2 separate regions of the Zea mays genome follow, and region 2 is linked to region 1. The links are chromatin contacts, called in public Hi-C maps. All regions are on one chromosome and are shown on one strand. Each heading gives the region's core, a stretch centred on a gene start, on an enhancer-like site or on the middle of the called end of the contact. The rest is flanking DNA. Distances are from core to core; before and after follow the strand shown. Region 1 holds the start of LOC100193014 (histone2b 2). Region 2 has its middle 27 kb from the start of LOC103653334.

What was found. A called contact is a pair of places that touch in the nucleus more often than the background predicts.
Region 2: a Hi-C map of leaf shows a contact between it and region 1, with 7 times the contacts expected there. The contact joins the enhancer-like site here to the promoter of LOC100193014 in region 1. A contact is called at or near these places in 2 of 25 Hi-C or Micro-C datasets (endosperm and leaf).

What each region holds. Positions count from the first base shown.
Region 1 is chr4:65,866,438-65,871,682 of Zm-B73-REFERENCE-NAM-5.0, forward strand. LOC100193014 (histone2b 2) reads right to left here and starts at 1,950. Exons shown (of 1, transcript NM_001138182.1): 1 at 1,183-1,950. The coding sequence starts at 1,869. The coding sequence ends at 1,417.
Region 2 is chr4:65,947,176-65,952,552 of Zm-B73-REFERENCE-NAM-5.0, forward strand. No RefSeq gene overlaps it. Among protein-coding and RNA genes, the nearest start is that of LOC103653334, 27 kb to the right of the region's middle. Within about 2 kb of position 1,631, at least 19 of the 20 cell types and tissues checked have an H3K27ac peak or open chromatin away from gene starts, as enhancers often do. A contact at or near this core is called in leaf, where this site is marked.

The DNA.
Region 1 (5,245 bases), core at 700-3,199:
AAAAAAGATTGCCCATAGACTGATGAAGTTGTAAAGCATAGCCAGCCTATCAGTGGTTAGTGATTACTCCTGTATCTGTATGAAAACTATTGGTAAGCATAGTTGCACCGAACAAAAAGAGGATTGTGTTGGACCCTAGCATCTGTGGCACAGTGGCAGTCAGAGAAATTAGCACGTAACGTAACACAAATAAATAAATCTAAAAAATAATAAAGTGGTTAAAGAGAAGAAACTGCAAAGATCAAGGATCCAATTTCAGAAAAGTAAGGAACTATGGGCACCTGGGGTACCGAACATTGCGCCCTTGCGGAGGCAGACAATGGTGCGCCCTTGCGGAGGTGGGGGTTTCCTTGACCAGATGGTTGAGGCATGCAGCATAGCGTTCTGTGTAATAACGCCATCGGAGAGGATCAAAATCAAATGGTGCTCCAGAAGAGTATGCAGCACATCAATATGTTCAGATTCGAACGACCTGAAATTCAAGGAAAAAATACAAAAACGTTAAGAAATTTATTGGTGAGTTCATTGGATTCAAAATACTCAAAAAAAATAGAACAGCAATGTTAAATACTGTATCCTTCAATAGTGCTGATATTTTAGCTGTAACGTTACCAACGGGTACAGAAGGAATTGGCCACAGAAATCATTCGCTCTTCACCACATGAGCATCACATCTCCGAAATCACCAACCACCATGCCTACTAATGATAGCACAACGACAACGAACAAGAAATTGAGTATGGAATTAAATCAAAGTACTGAGATTTAGCTACCGTTTTATCACTACAAAATTCGGTGATAAATAAAAAGGGCAAAGTTGTTAGAAATTAGGTGATTCAGCTACCGTTTTATCAATACAAAATTCGTTAAACACAAGATACAGTAATGGAGACAGGGTCACCGAGAATTTGAATGAGATGCAGCTAGTACTCTGCGCCACCCAGTGCTAAGCGACTAGCATGAAGTGGAAATTTCATTTGGAAACATATAGCATGACCGGGTTAACAGGAAGGAAATTTGAAGCCACGACAAACAACCCGGCCTACATTAGAGCAATTTACAGCCTGCAAATTACTATATAACTTCTCAAAACATGTTCGATCGCGAATTAGAAATTACCCCAAATTCTACAAGTGCACAACCGAAACATTCACAGGAATGGCAGTAACGCGTCGTAACTTCTCAAACTTCGAAATGCACATTCAGAGTATTCACATGCACACAAACATCACGAGATAAAGGTGGCCAACAACAAAGAGAGAGGATCCACAAATAAGCAACTAGCTGGATTCAATAAGCATTGTTACTGTTCCATCAGATAACAGTTGCTACCGGAGGAGACCAGACACAGCAGCACCTAACTACAGCAAGACACGCGAACATACGAGGGAAGCCTGCAAGCGGAGGCCACGCAGCCTAGGACGAGGTGAACTTGGTGACGGCCTTGGTGCCCTCGGAGACGGCGTGCTTGGCGAGCTCCCCGGGGAGGACGAGGCGCACGGAGGTCTGGATCTCACGGGAGGTGATGGTGGGCTTCTTGTTGTACCGCGCGAGCTTGGCGGCCTCGGCGGCGAGCTTCTCGAAGATGTCGTTGATGAAGGAGTTCATGATGGACATGGCCTTAGAGGAGATGCCGATGTCCGGGTGCACCTGCTTCAGCACCTTGAAGATGTAGATCTTGTAGGTCTCCACGCTCTTCTTGCCCTTCTTCCGGCCCCTCTTTCCCTCGCCGCCCTCCTTGCCGGCGGACTTGCCTGCTGGGACACGCTTCTCCGCCTTGGGCTTCTTCCCGGCCGGCGCCTTCTCGGCAGCGGGCTCCTCCTCCGCCGGCTTCTTCGCCGCGGGCTTCTTCTCGGCCTTGGGCGCCATCGATGCGGGGCGACTTGGAGTTCGGGTTTGGAGGCGGGATGGATTGGGAGGAAATGCGAGCAGACGAGTTACCGTAGTTGGGGATGGTGGCTTGGGGCGATGCGCTTATTATAGGACGGGAGAGGTGAGCGTGATTGGTGGAGAGGCAGGTGCCGCGGATCGCTGGCTTCAAACGGTGTGGAACGTTGGTGCTTCTTCGCACGGACGGTCGAGATGCGCTTCTCACGCGGATCGCTGACATGGTGGAGAGAGGGGGCGGGAGAAGACGGAGGGAAATGAAATGCTTTTCCGCCGGCGCGCCGTTGCCAATTTGAAATTCTGCAGGCTTGCCACGCTGCGCAGCGCTTAGGAAAACCATATGAATATGATTGTATAATACTTGCAATTTCATAAAAAATCAAGACAAAAATCCTCCAAAATCTCTCTATATTCCACAAAAAAAATTATAGGATTTGGATACTCAATCCTTTGTTTCAAAGAGTCATATAGTAAAATTTTCTATAGGATTTTTAATCCTGCAAATTTTCTTTACTTTTTCTTTGTCGTAAAGGAGGCTAGATTTGGACTGCAATTTTTTGAATTGTTTATGACTTTTTTTACGATGCAATAAAATAGATTTTGTGACTTGTTTGGATTTGGAGAATTTTTATAAGATTTGGAGTTCTTAGAATTCTTTTTGCGGCCTTCAAGTAAATCTCTCTAGGGGAAGCTTGAAATCGAGCACACATGTAAACACTAAACATAACATCAGGCTTAGATACGGTAATATAAAGCAAACTACCAATTATTGAGCGAAAAAGTTTTTGATCAACCATAGTACCTCCCTCATCTAAGTCTAGATAGTCATTTGTTGCCATAGGAGTCTTGATAGACTTTGCATTCTCTAAACCAAACTTCTTGAGCATATCCTTCAAATATTTTGATTGACTTATAAAGATTTCATCTTTCAGTTGTTTGATTTGAAGACCAAGGAAGAAGCTCAATTCTCCTATCATAGACATTTCAAATTCTTTTGACATCATTTTTCCAAATTACTCACAAAACAATTCATTAATAGATCCAAAAATAATATCATCAATATAAATTTGACAAACAAACAAATCTTTGCCAATTTTTTTAGTGAATAGGGTAGTGTCAACCTTCCCAATTTTAAAGTCTTTGAAAAGCAATAAATCTCTAAGCCTTTCATACCAAGCGTGTGGGGCTTGCTTAAGCCCATATAGAGCTTTAGAAAGCTTGTACACGTGGTTAGGACTTTTGGGGTCCTCAAAACTGGGAGGTTGTTCAACATACACTAGTTCACTAATCTTACCATTTAGAAAGACACTCTTTACATCCATTTGGTAGAGTTTGATATTATGAGCACAAGCATAAGCAAGAAGGATCTGGATTGCTTCCAATCATGTCACGGGAGCAAATGTCTCACCAAAATCCAATCCCTCTATTTGAGTATACCCTTGTGCAACTAATCTTGCCTTGTTTCTTACTACTAATCCATCTTCATTGTGCTTGTTGCGAAGCACCCATTTTGTACCAATAACGTTGTGGTTCTTTGGTCTCTCAACAAGTTCCCAAACTTCATTTCGAGTGAAGTTATTTAATTCTTCATGCATTACATTCACCCAATCAACATCAAGTAGAGCTTCATCTACACGGTTAGGTTCCATACAAGATACAAAAGAGAAATGTTCACAAAATGAAGCTATACAAGAGTGAGTTTGAACACCCTTACTAATATCACCCACAATTTGATCAACCGGGTGATCCTTCACAATAGAATGATGAATTCTTGATACTGTTTGATAATTGCTAGTTGAAGGAACAGGAGGAACCGAGTGACTCGAAGTATCTTGATCATGAGTATCCATTATTTCATCATTCTGTTGGCTTTGGTGATTTTCTTCATTTAGGGTTGAAGAGGATGGAATGACAACCACACTATTTTTATCATCATCTTCCTTTGGCTTTATTTCACCAATGGCCATTGTTTTCATAGTATTTTTTAATTGAGTTTCACCAACATCATCAAGATTATTGCTTTCATCTTGAGACCCATTAGTTTCATCAAACTCAACATCATATGCTTCTTCAATAATACCATGAGTATTGTTAAAAACTCTATAAGCCTTATTATTTGATGAATATCCAAGTAGAAAACCCTCATCACATTTTCTTCTCAAATTTAGAGAGTCGGTTTCCCTTTCTCAAAATATAGCATTTGCAACCGAATACTCTGAAATATGAGATATCTGGCTTTCTACCAATGAGCAATTCATAGGGAGTTTTCTTCAAAAGCTTGTGACAATATAGCCTATTTGATGAGTGACATACGGTGTTTATTGCTTCGGCCCAATAAGAATCCGACACATTATATTCGGCTAACATAGACCTAGCCATATCAATGAGAGTCCTATTCTTTCTTTCAACAATACCATTTTGTTCCGGAGTATATTTGGAAGAAAATTCATGTTTAATACCCTTGTCATCACAATATTCATCAATTCTAGCATTTTTGAATTCCGACCCATTATCATTTCTAACTTTCTTGATATCAAAATCAAATTGGTTTTGAGCCAATATAGCAAATGATTTGAATGTTTCAAACATATTAGATTTATCCCGAAGAAAGTAAACCCAAGTGAATCTAGAATAATCATCAACAATCACAAGGCAATAGGAATTACCGCCGATACTCACAAACGATGTTGGCCCAAATAAATCCATGTGAAGTAATTCCAAAGGTCGATGAGTAGACATTTGACTTTTATTTGGATGAGTATTTGCCACTTGCTTCCTGGTTTGACAAGAGCTACACAATTTGTTCTTCTCAAATTTCACATCTTTCAAGCCACGGACTAAATCATGTTTGGTTAAACGATTGAGTTGCTTCATTCCAACATGACCAAGTCTTCTATGCCATAACCAACCTAGTGAAGCCTTTGAGAATAAGCAAGGTGTGAGCTTTGCCTCACTAGATGAGAAATCAACAAGGTAAAGATTTTCATATCTAAAACCTTTAAACTTAAGATTGCTACCATCAACACTAGAGATAATAACATCATCAACGGTGAAATTGCAACTAAATCCTAAATCACATAATTGAGCTACGGATAGTAAATTAAAATTCAAAGACTCAACCAAAAGCACATTTGATATGGAGTGATCATTTGAAATAGCAATTTTACCCAAGCCTTTAACCTTTCCTTTGCGATTATCTCCAAATGTGATACTATCATAACTTGAGCAATCTTCCTCACTCATTTGGGTGAGCATTTTCATATCTCCGGTCATGTGTTGAGTGCATCCACTATCCAACACCCAATGATTCACTCATGCCTTGTAGTTCACCTACAAAAGGAAATCAATCTCTTTTAGG
Region 2 (5,377 bases), core at 381-2,880, 80 kb after region 1:
AATATTCTATAATTAATTATCTCAACTTTAATCTAAGTTACAAATTGACCATAGATCTTATTCTAGTAGGTTATAATGGTAAGCAATTTAACAAGACTAACCAACAAAAGCTAAATAAAGATCCAATTATAGAAGAATGAGACAAGGCACAATAAATGTTGTTATTGCATAGTAAATATTTATACAAGACTAACGCAACTGGAACGAGTCAATTCGGAATTAAAACGAAGGAGTTATGATTTTCTAAAGATTCTATGTGTTTTGTACAAGATTAAATAGGATATAAATTTTAATGTGACTTTCATGTCAAAACAGTGGCACTAATTGATAAACAATAATATTATAAAATTATAGAAATTGGAATGTATTGATTTGGATTTCATATGAGTTTTCTATAGATTATACAATTTCTAACATTTATTTTTACCTTAAAAATACATTTCCAATTAAATTCCTCTGATTTAAAGACTCCCTAGACCAGGCACATGAAAATCAGAGAGTGCAAGGGCCTCGATGCAATAAATTCCCAGACCTAGTGAACAGCGCCCGAGGACTGCAGGTTGATTCTAAAATAATGTAAGGACCTAGATGCAAAACTAACCAGCCGAATGGGTATGGCGCCGCCTCGGCCATCAGATCTAAATCCAGTGGCCAGGATTAGATCCAACGCTACCCGAACCAATATTCACTGCCATCCTTCAGATCACGATCTAACGACCACCATGTAATTGGCCGAAACGTTACCTACCCTTCGATCTCGACCGTACATCAACCGATCAACGACCCACGCGGTTCTCCCCAATCTCCTTTACCGATAGACGGCGACGCCGCCGAGTATCGCGGTGGAGGTATCGCCGGTGAGGCCACGGTCGCGCGCTGGTTCCCAAATTCTACACAAACTGAGGCTACCCGCAACTAAGATCATGGGGAAGAACATGGGAAAGCTCATACCGAAGGGTTGGGCGACTGTTTGGCCTGCGGTGGCACCACGACACGTCGGGACACTAGTGAGAAATCTGGAGCCGCACGACAAAAATCTACCCCCGCCGAGGCGCCCAATACGCACAGCGCGACCACGGCAATGGCTAGGAACACCTTCCAAGAGCGCAGCGGCGAAGCAATTGGGTGGACTACTGCGGCGGTGATTTGGCTTCGGCGGAGTGGTTCACGGCGATAGTGGAGGTCGCTTCCGCGTGTGAGTTGCGGCCGGTCAACGAGGCGCACAAGGGCGGTTTTATATCCCGGTCGGCGGCCACAATACCACTGAGGCACGCGAGGATTTCGGTCGGCATTCTGTGGAAGGTTGTTGGCGTGATCCGCCATAATCGCGGATGCGATGGTGCTGACAACGCGGTCCACGAGTCGGCTAGATGGGAAAAGGGGAACATGAGAAAAAGGGACTGACAATAGGTCCCCAGCGGTCAGCACGAACCTTCCTAGGTGGAGCGCGAGAGATTTCCGGTGGCGAGCCCGTCGCGATCTGTTGCAGTCGGGAGAGAAGAAGAGAAAAATGGGGTCACTGCGCCCTGGGCCCCACGCACCAGCGTCTCAACGGTGAGTCCAGCACCCGCGCGGATCGGACGAGGCACAGTCGAACGGGGCCCACTGTCAGGAAGAAAAGAGAGAGGTACACGGAGAGGGGAAGACTGGACAGCGGGTCCTGCCAATCAGTGAAACATCGCTAGTGGGCTATGTGGGAGTGGGGGAGAAGGGAAGTGGGCCGAATGCCAGATCTGTGGCCCAATTTAGATAGTTTTCCTCCTTTTCCTTTTCATTTCTTTTCTAATTCCAATTTTAAAGATTCAAACTGAATTTTAAATTTCCTTTTTAAATTTCTGAATTTAAAATATTGATTAACATTCAATTGTGATTATATTATATTTCCAATATTTTTATTTATTATCATCCTTGTCATCTATTTATAGGAGAAATATAGAGTTCATAAACATTTTCGTTCTCAATTTCTAATTTCACCTTTCAATTCAAGTTTAAAGTTCACAGTCCAAATTCTAAGTCACAAGTAAAGTACTAGCCTGAAGGATTATATTTATTTATCGATATTTTTCTTTAATATATTTATATTCTCTCCCTTTTCTAAATTTTAGAATTTCCTTATCATTCTCTATTTTCTATCCCCTTTTGATTTACAAATTTAAAACTCAAATCCAAGATAAAGTTTAGGAATTCAATTCTTTAATACATACTCAAAATCAACTATGATGCAATAGATGTATATTTATTTTAATTATTTTATTTATTTGATAGATGTTAGAAATATGAAACACACTCCTATTGTTCCTTTCTTTTTAGGAACATAGTATTTTGATTGTGGGATAGGAATTAAAGTTACTTCAAAATTAGATATTCATGTAAATGAATGCTTATGGTGCATTAGTTAATGTTATGCATAATCATTTAGATGCATAGAAAACTCTTCTATTACTTCTTTTCTAATATAATTCTTGGTTTTCTAAATTCAGTCCTCGGTTTTCAGTACTCAAGTTTAATTCGAGATTTCTGAATTTACTATTTTTTTCTTCATATATTTATTTTATAATTATTTTTTCTCATACAAATTTTGGGCCTTACATAAACATGGTTAGGATACTCACTATCTTCAAAGCCGGGAGGTTGCTCAACATAGACCTCTTCCATGATAGGGCCATTGATGAAGGCACTTTTCACGTCCATTTGATAAAGCTTGAAGCCATGGAAAGTAGCATAAGCAAGTAATATACGAATTGACTCAAGCCTAGCTACGGGTGCATAAGTTTCATCGAAGTCCAAACCTTCGACTTGTGAATATCCCTTTGCCACAAGTCGGGCTTTGTTCCTTGTCACCGCACCATGCTCATCTTGCTTGTTGCGGAATACCCATATGGTACCTACAACATTTTGATTAGGACGTGAAACTAAATGTCATACCTCATTCCTTGTGAAGTTGTTGAGCTCCTCTTGCATAGCCACCACCCAATCTAGATCTCTTAATGCATCCTCAACCCTGTATGGCTCAATATAAGACACAAAAGAGTAATGTTCACAAAAATGAGCAACTCAAGATCTAGTGGTTACCCCCTTATGAATGTCACCAAGTATGGAATTGACGGGGTGATCTCTTTGAATTTCTTGGTGGACTCTTGGGTGTGGCGGTCTTTGATCCCTTATTTCTTGATCATCTTCCTTGTCTTCATTGTCATCTCCCCCTTGATCAATGTCCTCCTCTTGAGGTGGCTCATTTTCTTGATCTTCATCCTCTTCTTCTTGAGCCTCGTTCTCATCTTGAGTTGGTGGAGATGCTTGCATGGAAGATGATGGTTGATCTTGTTCTTGTGACAGCTCCTCGGATTCCTTAGGACACACATCCCCAATGGACATGTTCCTTAGTGCGACGCACATAACCTCTTCATCATCTAGCTCATCAAGATCAACTTGCTCCACTTGGGAGCCATTAGTCTCATCAAACACAATGTCACAAGAAACTTCAACTAATCCAATGGATTTGTTGAAGACTCCATATGCCCGTGTGTTTGAGTCATATCCTAATAAAAAGCCTTCTACTGCTTTAGGAGCAAATTTAGAACTTCTACCTCTTTTAATAAGAATAAAGCATTTGCTCCCGACGACTCTAAAATATGAAACGTTGGGCTTTTTACGAGTGAGGAGTTCGTATGATGTCTTCTTGAGGATTCAATGAAGATATAACTGGTTGATGGAGTAGTAGGCGGTGTTAATTGCCTCCGCCCAAAACCGATCCGGTGTCTTGTATTCATCAAGCATGGTTCTTGCCATGTCTAGTAGAGTTCTATTCTTCCTCTCCACTACACCATTTTGTAGAGGTGTGTAGGGAGAAGAGAACTCATGCTTGATGCCATCTTCCTCAAGAAAACCTTCTATTTGTGAATTCTTGAACTCCGTCCCATTATCGCTTCTAATCTTTTTGATCCTCAATCCGAACTCATTTTGAGTCCGTCTTACGAATCTCTTTAAAGTCTCTTGGGTTTGTGATTTTTCGTGCAAAAAGAATACCCACGTGAAGCGAGAATAATCATCCACAATAACTAGACAGTACTTATGTAACACCCTGATTTTGGGGGTATAAAATTTCTTTCTAATTATCACCCAAAATCATGTGGTACTCTTCTTTTTCTCACTCTAGGCTTTCTCTCTCTAGATTCTTTCTCTCTTTTTCCTTTTGGTTAGAAATACCTTAAACTAGTGGAGGTTAATTATTTATTTTTACCAAAAACCTTATGAGACATGACATGTTGCATCATGATGAGCTTAAAATATTCTTTGAAGTGTTGCACAAGTTTGAATTTATTTGAATTTGAAACCTAGTTTGAATTTGGATTTGAAAACTCTATAGAAAAAGAAATGGAAAAGGAATTAGAAAATCCAAAGAAAAAGGAAAAAGGGAAAGCAACCCAGTCGGCCCATAAGCCCATCCAGGCCGCGCGCCCGCGCCGTCTGACAGGAGGACCCCGCCTGTCAGCGGCGATTCTCCCTCGCGCGCGCCCTCCCTCTCTCGCTCGCTGCCGAGTGGGGCCGATCTGTCGGCGCCAGTTTCCTTCGCCTGCGCGCTCCCTCCCTCTCTCTTTGTCTCATGGGCCCGGATCACCAGTCGTCGAGTTGTTTCCTCGCGCGCCCCTTTCTTCTCTCTCTCTTCGTCGTGGGCCTGCCCTATCAGTTCCGCCCTCTCCGCGCTCGCCGTGGACCGGCGCGTGCGCACTCGCACACGTCGCCGGATTTCTTGGCCACGACGCCCGCCCACACGCCCAGCTCCCTTCTTAGAGCCCCGCCAGTGCCTCGCGCACACCCCTCGCCTCATTTCGCTCAGCTTCACCCTCTCTCGCGCTCTGCTCACGCCGCCAGCCGCCGCCGGAGACCCGCGCCGTGTTCGCAGCCATCCAGCTCGCCGGAGACCGCTCCAAGCCTCCCTGAGCTCTGACCCGAGGTGAGACACCCGTCCCCGTGCCCAATTTCCCCTATTGCGCCTTGTGTTCGGCCAATTTCACCTTCGCCGGTGCTCGACCGCGGCGGTCCGCCGTGCTCGCACGGTGGCCGGCCGATTTAGCCCGGTCTAGTTCACTGGAGTAGGTCCCTAAGGTGCCTCTGCCTCTGCTGAAGCTAGCCCATGCCTTAGCGCGCCTTAAGCTCCTCTCTGCCCGTGGATTCATGGCCCCCTCTCCGCCATGACCTGAATGCCTCGCTAGAGTTCCTCCGGTCCGCCCGAGGCTTTCTCACCGCCGTTCTCCCCTCTCTGCCCGTGCATTCATGGCCCCCTCTCCGCCATTGAGTTCCCCGTGGCGCCCTCTTCCTCTCTGCTCAACTCTGGCGACCCCAGAAACCCCCTAAATCACGCCTGCCTCAACTCCGG